2 separate regions of the Mus musculus genome follow, and region 1 is linked to region 2. Evidence: chromatin contacts called from public Hi-C data. All regions are on one chromosome and are shown on one strand. The core of a region is the stretch at or near the end of the contact, and the rest is flanking DNA. Distances in the headings are between cores, read along the strand shown.

Evidence for each region. Hi-C and Micro-C count contacts between places; a contact is called where the count stands out from the background.
Region 1: a Hi-C map of epidermal suprabasal cells shows a contact between it and region 2, with 2.7 times the contacts expected there. The contact joins two enhancer-like sites. A contact is called at or near these places in 15 of 39 promoter capture datasets (the C10 cell line, the HPC-7 cell line, cranial neural crest and 9 more), 2 of 15 datasets of contacts at CTCF or cohesin (the NIH/3T3 cell line and large pre-B cells), 1 of 484 Hi-C or Micro-C datasets (epidermal suprabasal cells), 1 of 115 datasets of contacts at active chromatin or transcription factors (embryonic stem cells) and 3 of 9 other capture datasets (adipose tissue, liver and macrophages).

The regions. Positions count from the first base shown.
Region 1 is chr9:55,277,888-55,284,229 of GRCm38.p6, forward strand. Nrg4 (neuregulin 4) reads right to left here and starts at 5,738. Exons shown (of 8, transcript NM_032002.2): 1 at 5,610-5,738; 2 at 4,664-4,729; 3 at 3,003-3,096. The coding sequence starts at 4,673. Within about 2 kb of position 1,779, at least 5 of the 459 cell types and tissues checked have an H3K27ac peak or open chromatin away from gene starts, as enhancers often do. A contact at or near this core is called in epidermal suprabasal cells, where this site is marked.
Region 2 is chr9:55,028,519-55,034,722 of GRCm38.p6, forward strand. It overlaps Chrnb4 (cholinergic receptor, nicotinic, beta polypeptide 4), which reads right to left. Exons shown (of 6, transcript NM_148944.4): 5 at 6,124-6,204; 6 at 1-1,727. The coding sequence ends at 1,587. Among named protein-coding and RNA genes, the nearest start is that of Chrna3, 5.1 kb to the left of the region's middle. Within about 2 kb of position 3,128, at least 10 of the 459 cell types and tissues checked have an H3K27ac peak or open chromatin away from gene starts, as enhancers often do. A contact at or near this core is called in epidermal suprabasal cells, where this site is marked.

The DNA.
Region 1 (6,342 bases), core at 529-3,028, 250 kb after region 2:
CAAAAGAAAATGAAAAAACAAAAAAACAAAAAAACAAAAATCCAAAAAACCCAAAACATATTGAAAAAACCCCAAAGGAATCTTTAAAGCAAGAGACCACAAGGGAAGATGGTTACAAACCAATCTAAAATTTTAGTAATATAACCAAAAAAACAAAATTTGATTAACTCTTATTAAAAGAAAAACATTTCAGACTGAATTTTTTTTTAAAAAAAGCTTACTCTTAATAAGCTTTTAAAATTAAGCTTACATTTAAAATAAGTTGAAGAGAAAAAAAAATCTCCTATTCAAATACTCAATAAAGGACAACTAGTTTACCCACCCTAATGTCAATGAACTATATGTGCAAAGACAGAAAGCATTATTAGGGACAAAGAAGGTCAATATCATACAATGATGAAAGGGACATTTACCAGAAAATAATCCATTATACATTTATATGGACTTAGTAATATTATTTCAAAATATTTTAAGTAAAAATGAGCAGAAACCACATTGAAGATTCAAAATTACAGAAGGAACTTTTGGCATAGCTCTTTATTGAGAAGTCAAACAGATAAAAACACAGGAAGGATTTTAGAGAAGCAAGAAGCTTGGTCTAATGGACATGTACAGCCCTGGACCCATCACTAAGAATTCACACTCTCCTCTAGTACAGGCTGACCACTTCAAATTCTGCCCATGAACCAGGCTTCGAGGCCAGTTTTAATAAACACCAAGGACAGAGTCTGCCATCATCTCCCAGGCGGGACATGAACCTGCAGCGATCCTACTGCCTTCAGCTCTGAGTACTGAGCTGCCATGCCCAAGTGGTACTGAGGAATTAACATCAGCTGTTCAATCAAAATGTTAGCTTAAGATCATTTATTTAAAAGTCTAGCAAGTTAAATTCCATAAAGAAAGCCAGAGTAGGTTCTGAGAAAGTTCAACACAGAAAGATGTACAGACAAGAGGAGAAAGTGCCACTTACGGTATGCATGGGGAGATCATGTCAGAGCTGCGAAGTGTATTTAGACATGGCCACTGTAGCATTTCAATTTTTTTTTTTTAAATAATTCACTTACCTGTTTCCCTAAAGAATAGTGATCACTGATTCAGACTTAAAATTATTTCTAAAACTTCACCATGGACGATGGATCATTCAGTCTACAGGTAGTGAGATAGACTAGGGGCTATTTATATTTTAATAAATAGTATAGAGTATATAAATGACCAAACATATAAAGCAATAACTTTCCCGCATTTCTGTAGAAGTGCACAGGGAGAACTCAGCTCTGGTCTGTGGTGGGGTTAAGGATCGGGGAGAACGTAGCCTTGAAATATTAGTAGGTTTTGAATGTGGCTACATACAGAGAAGAGACAGAACAGTTGTAAATATTAGGTAATCAGCGTAATGTAAAGTGTATCTAATGCAATCAGTTGCTTCTAGATCAAGCACTGACCGAGCTTGAGGCAAAGGCCACGAAAGTAGGCTTGGTTCCAAACTGTAAAAAAAGCCCTAAAAGCTAAGCAAAACAGTAAGGTTTTACTTCATAGAGAGTCAGTGTGCAACTGTAGATTCTGTTGTTGAAGTTTTCTTGATTTCGCAGGTACAGAGATGCAAAAGGGGCTCCAGGAGTTAGTTTGGGAATTATTTCTGTTAGACAAACCTGGGGCCAGGAAGGTCTGACAGTAAAAAACAGAAAGGACTGGAGAGATTAAAGAGATAGAGCAAAGAAGAAATCCAAAGTGACAACTGGCTGAACCAGAAAAACCAGTCAGAAATGAGTCTGGGTTTATCCATGACAAGATGATTGGGAATACAGGGAATAGTATGGACGGGATGGAACATGAATTTATCACCCTCAGATATTGCTATTTCAGTCTATAATAATAACAACTATAGAGGTCCTAAGGTCATTGAAAGGAAATTATTTTTTAATAAAACAATACATGATTTAAAATGTCTGTCATTGAAACCCCCTGAACCTTTAGACCCTCAGTCTCCCCTGTCCTCCCACCTCACCCAGCTCTGACCCCTCTTCTCCAGGGTGTTGAACAGCTCTTGGTTACATGGCTTACTCGTTGTTAGGGCCAACCCCCCTGACTTATGGCTACACACTTCGGTGGCCAGCTCTAGAGTCTTACCCTCTACCCATCACAAGCTCAGAGTGTGCTGTTGGCTATTCATCAACTGCTGTTCAAAACTGGAAACAGAAGGAACTAGACACATTCTTAAATTTAGTGTTTACCAGCAAACTGCCTGTTCACTTTCATTGAGGGTAACTTTTCAAAAATGTACTAAAGACACATTTAGCCAAGTAAAAAAGCTGCAGGCAGCCAGGCTCCCTTCCCATTTTAGTGACTCTCCTGATCCTGCATTCTTAGTGCTGTCTTTTAGCTTATTTGGTGCAGAGACAGCTCGATGGTTCAAATATTCTGACCACGATGCAATTAATTTATACATTAAGGGATTAAAACCAAGAAATAATATCCATAGGTTAAAGAAAAAGTCACAATGGAAAATCTTAAACTTGGAACTGAATAATTAGAATTTGGAGGATGAACTATGATGTCCTTTAAATCTCTTACAACAGTAGTTCCTAACTATTGGAAGAGAAGGTTAAAGACTATTTGGATAGCTTGCATTTAAGCATTCTAAATTAAAGCAAAATGTCTTGTTTGAGCTTTCTATCCTAGCGATTTCTCATGATGTTTTCTAACAATGTTGACCAGATCATTTTCCCTGAACTGCTAAAATTCTAAAATTCAGAAGGGTCTCTCGAGTGAGTTCTTCTTCATAATCGGCCTAAGCTCGTAACTACCAAACCAGGTTTGAAAATGACCACCACATGGAGCCTTTTCTCTGCTGCCTTGTTCTGTTCTCTTCCAGAAGCTAACTGTCCTGCATCGAGAGACCAGAACATCCCCGCTCCCCTTCATCTTATACGGTCCACCTTCTTTTCAAATCCAATGATGAAACTGAAATCACCCTCTCCCCCGGGCCAGGCCGCGGCACTCACCTACAGAATGGGCTGGGGATAGTAGGGATCACATAACAAATCCCCCCATTGAGGCAAAATGACCTGTGCCTGGGACCACAGGGCTGCTCGTGATCTACAACACACATGCACACGAAATAGACACCGTTAACGCTTTTCTGAGGCCGCCTGGAGTTCAAACGTCTCATCTATGAACGAATCAGCATTTGGTTTTTTTACAAAAGTGAACTCTCTTTTCACAAAGTGAAACAATTTTATTCCTTATTTCATTGGCAACAGGATCTATCCCTTAAAAGTCATTCTAGCCCAAGGATATGGCTGCTGACAATAATAAGTGTAGAAGCTATGTAACAGAAATAAGAAATCTTCACCGTTAAAGAACAGTCTTACTACAAAACATGCCTGTCCCTTGCACAGCCTGTGGATTCTGTAGTATTTAGATACTTCCTAGACAAAGCTGTATTTATATCTTTATTTTACTGTTTATGTCTCACTCACTCATTCATATATATATATATATATATATACACACACACACACACATATATATATATAATTGGAATTGTAGTGGGGAAAGATTTAGATAATTGAAATAGATTCTGATTTCTAAAAACACTTTTACATATCAATGTCCAAAAACAAAGGAACAATCACATGAGGGTTGATTTGAGGGATTCCCGTGCTAGCTCCCCTCACCCCACCAAAAAAAAAAAAAAAAAAAAAAAAAAAAGCCTTGAAAATTCAGCCTGTTGCTTAGATCTGGCCGGAAGGACAGACTACTGAGGAAAGAAGTCACGTTTTCTCTCTTGCTTTCCTCTTTGCCTGCTTTTCTTCCAGCTTCACTTTCTCTTTCACCTTTGACATTTCCTTTACCAGTCTTCATCAACTACTATTTACATGGGAAAATTGAGACTTTCTCCTTAAAGAGAACACCATAGAGCTTTAAACTGCATGTTGCTAGTTTGTTTCTACCTAAAACATGATCTAGAGTCATCTCATGTGAAGAAGAAAATGGCAGTATTTCCTTTTGACATCAACTTGGCATTAAAAAACAATATGCTGTTAAAAAAAAAAACAAACTTGCTAGTATTTTGACTTCTAAAATATTGATACCTATCAACATATAATTGCAAGGAGCTAGAAATCTCCAGTCTGAATTTGAAAAGTTTAAATTTTCCTTTTACTTTAGAAACAAGAATTTCAGGTTGCGACTATGAATGTATCAAAAAAAAGGTATATAATACCGAAGAAGAAGAAAAAACACTACAAAGAATGTAGTGTTACAGAAACAAAAATGAACTGGTTCAAACGTTTTTTTTTTTCAGATTCCCTTTTCTTTTTTATACAAAGCCATGTCTTAATAAACCAACTTCTAACATTACTCACCTAACCTGAATTACTACCTCTTATGCTAATTTTATTCTGATTTCATTCACTTAGAATTTGAGAAGTTGATATCAGATAGAAAGCTAGAATCTGTCACTTTGTAAGAAGAAAAAACCCAATAAAACAAAAATAAAAAATAAAATAGATTTATGTTATATAGGTCTTTTAAAGCTAAACTAATGTTTTTGGAAGGCTTTGCATGGGAAACAATATAGCTTTATATTAATATACATTGGTCATTTTCTTACTAAATAAACTCACACATAGACAAGAAGTATGAACTTACAAGAAATTACCTGTTGGCATCTTAATTTTTAAATAGTTTCATTCTTGATGGAAGAATTAAGGTTGAAAATCAGCACCTAAAATAATTTAAAATTTATATTTTAAGGGAGGTTATCCTGTTTGGAGGACATTATAATGCGCCAAATGTTCCATTAGCAAAACTCTAAAATGTTGAAAATAAAACACACATGGCAGTATTCGAGCATCTTAGACATACAGACAATGCTGAAACATGAACAGATAAAAAGAAGATCGACATTAAAAGGGTAGTGTTGGGTGAGAACGGTGGCATAGCGTCTTGGTTGAGAACACCATGGAGACGTGCAGACACACGCTCAACTGAGCCACCTCCAGCGACATCTGTGCTTTTAAACCACGTAGCCCGCAGAAACCTAATTTCCACAACGAACCCATGACCTCCCAAATTTTCAACTTGTTGAAAATGGCCACTCTATAGAAAAACCTCAAAAAAGGATTTAAGCACTTCGGTTACAGCTTCAGAACCTGCACAAGTGCGTGTCCACGTTTGGTAGGCAGAAGCTACATAGTCTGCCTGCCAATCAATTGACAAACGCCCTTCCTTAAAATGGTGTCTGAGATTTGGCAAGGCAGTAAATGAGACACACTTATGAGAGAAGTTTGCTACTGTAACAAACAAAGGCATTAAGAGCAGATGAAGGATTTAGCCTTACATTGGGATTGCAAGCTCTTGTCATAGTACAAATACTATAATGAAAGTTCAATCTACCACTTCATATAAGAACATTCAAAATTAAAGTCTTCTAAAGGCAATCTCTTTTACAGACAAGCAGAGAGAGGAGAAAGAGGTGAGGAGAGGGGAGAGAGGGGAGAGAGGGGAGAGAGGGGAGAGAGGGGAGAGGGAGAGCGCGCACAGTAAATGTATAATCACTGGCTCATTTTTTTTTTCTCCTTTTTCCCCAAATAAACAGGGCTTACCTCAACAGAAATTTATATTCCCATAAAAAAAGAAAATTTTGCTAGACATGCAGCGTTTCACAAGTGTTTGAACACTGAGGACTTCAGCAACTGTGACTCGAACTTTACAACGTGTCAAAAATCGGATTTATGTCACTTCAGTGTGGGCGAGGTCAAGGCAGACCAAGGTGTGAGCAGAGGTCGCAAGCAGCCAGGGGAACCACGCCCACACAGAGGTCAGGAGCAGCCAAGGGAGTCACGCCCACACATTTCCAAACCGCAAACGGGTAGGATTTCACTAAGAAAAGGAGCTGCGGTAGGTGGCACCCCTAAAGCGCGGTCCAAGTTTCAAAGTTATGAAATAAGCCACGTTCTTTAGAGCCCTTACTTATCTCTGCATGTCTTGGTAACTGATATGTGTTAGGTAAGTATGTGGAAAAACAGCATTGGTGTGAAACTAATGCACCACAGAGTTTACAAAATAATTTCTCTTATAGAGTAAGTAAAATATACAAATAATGACTTGAACTTATCAGACTGAACGAAGCAATAGTTGAAACGGAGCTCACATTTATCGTGGCACCTCTAGCGATGCAGCTAGTGGATCTGATGATAGAAGTTCTCAGGAGACCTGTGACACAGCTCTCTTAAGCGCGCCTGTGTAAGTTCTGTCGTGTCTGGGAAACGACTCTCCTTGGAGTCACCCATTACCTCTGGCTCTTAGAATCATTCCTTCTCCCCTTCTGAGAAGATC
Region 2 (6,204 bases), core at 1,878-4,377:
TGCCCCCACATTTGATTGTAATTCTTATTCTGAGAATTTCCAGTCTCAATGTTATGTAAACATTGCTCCCCAATTATTCCCTGATTGGTCAATGGCTAAGCAGGGGAGAGACTAGGTCTGGACTTCCTCCCATCCAGGGAAGGGGGCAGGAGGAGAGTGGGGATTCTCTTTGGGTAGAGAGTCCAGGAGATGCCATAAGAAAACACCTGGAGCCCAGAGAGCCAGATCAGTACTAAAATGCAAGTATCACTGGGGTTTTGACTGGGAGGTAGCCAGATCAGTTTAGAGGATTAAAATAGATAATGCTGCTCGTTGTTGTGCCTTTAAAGCTTCTTAAATAAATACAATAGTCCAGTCAAAATTATTTGGGAGCTAGCTGGGTAAAAGGAAAACAGCAACATTTTTTTTGTATTGTTTTGTTTGTTTGTTTGTTTTTATGAGACAGGGTTTCTCTGTGTAGCCCTGGCTGTCCTGGAACTCACTCTGTAGACCAGGCTGGCCTCGAACTCAGAGATCCGCCTACCTCTGCCTCCCAAGTGCTGGGACTAAAGGCGTGAACCACCACACCTGGCTCAACATTTATTTTTTTAAAAAAGCCACTAACACTCCTTAATTCCAGAAGTATCTTGAGTGCCAACAGTGGGGCAGGCACCGTGAGAGAAACAGATCAGTGTGAGAAAGAGACAGGCCTGAACCAACCATGGTGTAAAGGCAGAAAGCAGGAAGGGAGCAAGGACAGCTACTCAGAGGGTGTGTGTGTGTGTGTGTGTGTGTGTGTGTGTGTGTGTGTGTGTTTGAAGGAGAGCAGGAGCCATTCATTCAACAAACATTTATTTTGCACCTTCTGTGTGCAGAGCTCTGTCCCAGGCTCTGGAGTGTGAATGTGAATTCACACACTCCGACCCTTGTTGAGCATAGACTTTAATGGGCAAGGTGCTGGTGACTAGTGTGCCACCAACTAAGGACTGCAGCTGCCAATGGAGGACACTCAAGAAAGCTGGAGGTTTAATGTGGTTATGGGAGACGCTGCTTTGGAATGCATGGCTAGGGAAGGCTTGTACAGGAAGTGACATATTGGAACAGAGGATCATGGGAGTAGATCTCTGCCTAGTGCAGACATGTAAAAAGCTTGGGAATTGAGAGTCTGAGGTTTGGGCGGTAGCTACAGCAGATTTGAAGGTTCTAACCTGGAAGAATCTGGAAGTGTGAGAGGAAATGAAAGACGGCCAGGGAATCTAGTGGGTAGCCTGGATTGGAGGGAGATGGATGGGAAGGTGGGCTGGGGTGTGATGGGATGATACACAGCTGTCTGACTCCAGTGCCTGGCACATGGAAGGAAGGAGGCCAGAATGGACTTCAGCCACCTAATCCCCCTCCTTCAAGGGACTTACTCGAAGATATTCAGAGCGATCAGTGCAAGCCACCTATCTCTGTCCTTCTCGTGGCTAGATTGATAGGCTGACTGCCAATAGTCTTAGCTTTACTTAGGGTCTCATTAGCTACAACCCAGATGAAGCAGTAAACTGCCCACTAGGCTGCTCATATCATCCCACTACAACCCAGGGCCCCATAACACGCTGGGTAGCCTAGAGGCCCTTGGAGGGTGCGTGGATCTGGAAGAGGGGTGGCAGGAAGAGCCCCATGGTGCCCAGAATACACACAATCACGAACACCCACAGGAACAGGCGGTCGACGACCATTGCGACGAATTTCCAGTCCTCGATGACCTGCAGACAAACAGAGGCTGGTTACAGGTGCCAAGCACAGGGTAGCTCCTCCCTCTGAGTCACAGCCTCACAGCTGAGCACCATCACACAGGCAGCACGGGGCAGAACTAGGCATTGCTGTGGCAGGTTCTGAATCCCAGGCTGACCTCTGCCGGGCTCCTCATGATGTTCTCCAACCTCACCGGACCTGACTGGGCTTGGGGGAGGGAGTAGCAAAGCCATGGGGACTTGGGCTATACAGACGTCCCTCAGTCTCCTCTGGATCCCCTAGGACCTCTCAACCCTGATGCTGCTCAAAAGCCCACAGAAAGAGTGCAATATTTGCATCTAACTCATATATGCTAGTTAGGTTTTGGTCATCTTGACATATTAGGGTCCTCTGGGAAGAGGGAACGTCAGCAAGTTTGTAGGGTGTTCTTGTGGTTAATGATTGATGTGGAGGACCCAGCCCACTGTGGGTGTTGCTACTCCTGGTCAGGTGGTCCTGGGTTGTATAAGAAAGCAGGCTGAGCCACCCATGAGGAGCAAGCAGGTGAACGGTGTTTCTCCATGGCTTCTGCTTCAGTTCCTGCCTCGAGTTCGGACCTTGGCTCCCCTTGATGAGCTATGACTCAGGATATGTAAGCTAAATTTTCTATACCAAGTTGGTTTTGGTCATGGAGTTCATCTTAGCAATTAAGACATAAGACATCATGAAACCCTCCCCTGTAGTTACAGTGTCTATAGACCTGGTGAGTTCCTAACACAGTGGAAGTGCTATACGAGTTGTCGTTGGTTTGTATTTGGGGGACTAATGACCTGGAGGGAAGTACACCTTAGTGAAGACACCTTTTCCACCCATTATTATCCCCACAGTCGACTGAATCCATGGATGCAGAAACAGAGACCCAAATATATCACACACACAGTGATTTTAAAGCCAAATCTGGTTATGGGTGAAGCTTAGGGAATCACAAGTTCCTTCCTCTGATTTTTAACCCTAAATCCTCTGCCTGAGATAGCTCTGCAGAGAGGGAGATGAAGGGCCCACCTGCTTGACAGGAGGGCTTGCATAACATTTGGAAACCCCACAGTTTAAAGCGTTCCATGCTATTTACAGCAGTGAAATATATAAACAGCAGTGGACTGTAGAAATAGCTGTTTTCTATAATGAAGACTTTACCTCCTCTGGCCTCATCATCTGGCTCTCTAGCATTTCAACTCTGTTGCTTTACATAGGCTTCGCCTTCTCAGACCCAATCCCAGGATGTAGTCCTAGCAGAAACCTGGCTGGCCTTCAGGGGTACCACAGAGTGTCCATATACCCAGCATCTCAGCCTCTCTTCCCCACCCCCTAGCTGGGAAGGCTCTGAAAAGACTCAAGAGTTAGAAACGCAGGCATCAGTGGGCAAGCTGACGTCAGTGACCCAATTTTCCAGGGCCCCATCAATGGAGTGTGTCACACTTCAGGATAATCCTGTCAGACCAGCCTCCACTCCCTCAAATACCGATTGTTCCTGTTCCTAAGATCCAGAAGGCACTGCAGGACTCTCCACACAGTGATATTAGGGTTGGGGGATTCATTTTGACAGCCTTAATTTCAGGCATATTTCCATCTTTTTATGTTTTTGAGCTATCTACAGTGACCAGTTAGTCACCATGGAGAGCAAAAGTGTTGTAGATGACAAACAGCTCCAGGGATGGCTTAGGAGTGAGCATGCCAGGAGAGGGGAGGCAGACTTCTCTAACCACATGTGAGAAAGTCAGCTTGCCAATCATCGTCATATGCACAGTATGGGGCAAGATCCTTAGAGGGGCCTTAGGGTTCAAAGGATTGCAGCTGTGTGCCAGCTGTGTGACCCCAGACAAGTCAGACGATATCTCTGGGCCTCTGCTTCCCATTGTGGAATAAGGACTTTTCCCAGGATCCCTGGAGGAGTCAGAGTTGTTTGTCCACTCCTGCCAGAGCACCTGATGTAAATTTGGCTTGGCAGGAACACAGGTGATTACAATCCCACTGAGTTCTACCTGGCTCCTTCCCTCTTGGGGAAGCCCTGCAAGTTCCAAGCTTAGGATGAAGGCTAGTTCATGCAGGGGTGCAGGAGACCTTCTCAACCTGGATGTGCACAGAGACCCACAGGAGTTTAAGAAGTGGTTCCTAAAGCTTCCCCCAGAAATCCCGCCTCAGTCGAGGATGTCATTCTAACCCTTGGAAGGTGGAGGCTGGAAGACAGAAATCCAAGGTATAGTCCTGGGGATGCAGCTTAGTGATAGGGCTTTCGCCTAACTTGTACAAAACCGTAGGTTTGATCCCCAGCACCAGAATAAAAGCTAGGTGGTAGCATGTGCCTGAAATCCCTGCCCTGGGGCAGCACAGGTAGGAAGAGAAATTTAAGGACATCCTCAACTACATAGTGAGTTCCTGGGCTCCATGAAACACTATCTCAAGAAAAGAGAAGATCCAATAGCATTTCTGAGTGTTTTGACTGAAGTGGTGAAGGACAACAAAAACAGGTGAGAAGTCATGATTCAGTAGGAATGGTGATACACACAAGAAGGAATACGATGCGCAGGGCAGCTCAGAGTGGCCATGGTGTGGACGATGAGGCCAGTTCTAAGAGTAAAGAATTGATACTTTTTTTTTTTTTAAGTTCAAGGCCACCTTCAGGTATGTAGTGAGTTCAAGCCCAGTTTAAGCCACAAAGAGATGAGGGAGAGAAGTGGAGAAGAGAATGAAAGAAAGAATAATATGATCAAATACAACAGAGCTGTGCTTCTGACTGCAATGGGCCTAGGAGGTCCCTGAGATCTGGTTAAAATTCTGAGTTGGAGGCTTGAGAGGAATCTAATAAGACCCCCGTTGAAGCTGAGGCCACAGGGCGAGCTACTCTCTGAGCACCAGGCTCTGTCTTCCTTTTCTCAGCAGATCTCTTCTTTCCTCCTCACGGTGTGATTCTGGAACTTTTGCAGCCCATGCTTTTCAGTTGGTGCTAACTAATGGAACACCAGAATTCTCTCCTGAGACTCCAGTTGTCAGGAAGAAATTGCAAAAAGGTAAGAAGGAATCCTCTTTTGTTCGTGTAGCTGCCAAGTGGCTAGACACAATGTTGCAACATAAAAACTGGAACATTGTCATGCATTTGAAATGCATAGGAAGGTCTAACCATGAAGGTCTCCATTGTAAAATCTTCCTTACCCATAATCCTAGCTAGTTTCCATTGTCAACTTGGCACAGCCTAGACTCACCAGGGAAGAGAGTCTCAACTGAGGGATTACCTTGAACAGTCTGGATTGCGAGCTTGTGTATGGGAGACTGTCTTGATTGTTAATTGATGTAGGAGAGCCCAGCCCACTGTGGGCAGCACTATTCCCTGGGCAGGTGGCCTGGGATGCATAAGAAAGCTAGATCAGCATGAGTGTGAGTGAGCCAGCAAGTGGCCTTCCTCCAAGTTTTCTGTCATCACTGTTGGCTGTGGTGAGTTCCCCTGCTAGAGGTAATCCTGTTGGAATAGTAAGCAGGCCTGGCTTTAAGTTCCTACCTTGAGTCTCTGCCCTGCTTTTCCTAAGTGATGGACTGTGACTTACAAGTATAAGCCAAGAAGATTCTTCCCTCTCTGGAGTTGCTACTCATCCTTGGTTTGTCACAGCAACAGAATGAAACTGAAACACATATGTAATTTCCTCAGAGGAGCTATTTGAGATGCATGGACTATAGAATTCATGGTTTCCTGGGAAGAAGAGCTTAACCTCATTTTAGAAAATCTGTAATTCTAGTCACCCCACATGACAGTTTATTAGCCTGGTAGAAATAGTTATTTTACTGATGTTTCTATACTCCTGCTGCTTTGCAAGTCGGCATGAATAGGAGCAGCCAGCCCAAGCTGTGCTCTCTAAGGATGGCTGGACCTCTTCAAATCCACTGAGAACCATTTACTCCAGGGCATGCTGCTCCTCTCAGTTCTGGTCAGGGTTTTCTCTATCACCCAGGTTGCTTGCTCTGGCAACTGGGCATAAAGGGAATCATGAGAAAGATCCCATCCAAGGGCTGTTGTCAACTGGAGGGGGATGGTGCTGGAGGATAAATATTCCAGCCTTCATCCAAGGGACTATTCTGAGGCTAGTTGTCTGGCTCCTTGGGGCTCTCCATGGGGCTACTGCACCCACAACAGTAGGCTCACCAATACTCTAGAGCCAGCCTACTTTTTGCCTTTATTTTCTCCACCTCCACACTGTTTCCTAGGATTATAGCACAAGTAAGCTACCTGAACCCAAACCCTATCTCAGAAAACTGCTTTGGGTCAACCCAAACCAACACAGGAAGATCACTGTTTTTAACTCTTCCTCACCTAGGAAGCTATAACACAGCATTTCCATGTGGGTGGCTTAAGTAAGTGGTGGGGGCAGGGCAGCGACTTACACTCTGATCTCGATCATCACTCTCCAAATGCTGTGCGATGAAGCTGACGCCCTCTAATGCTTCCTGTAGATCTTGCCGGAA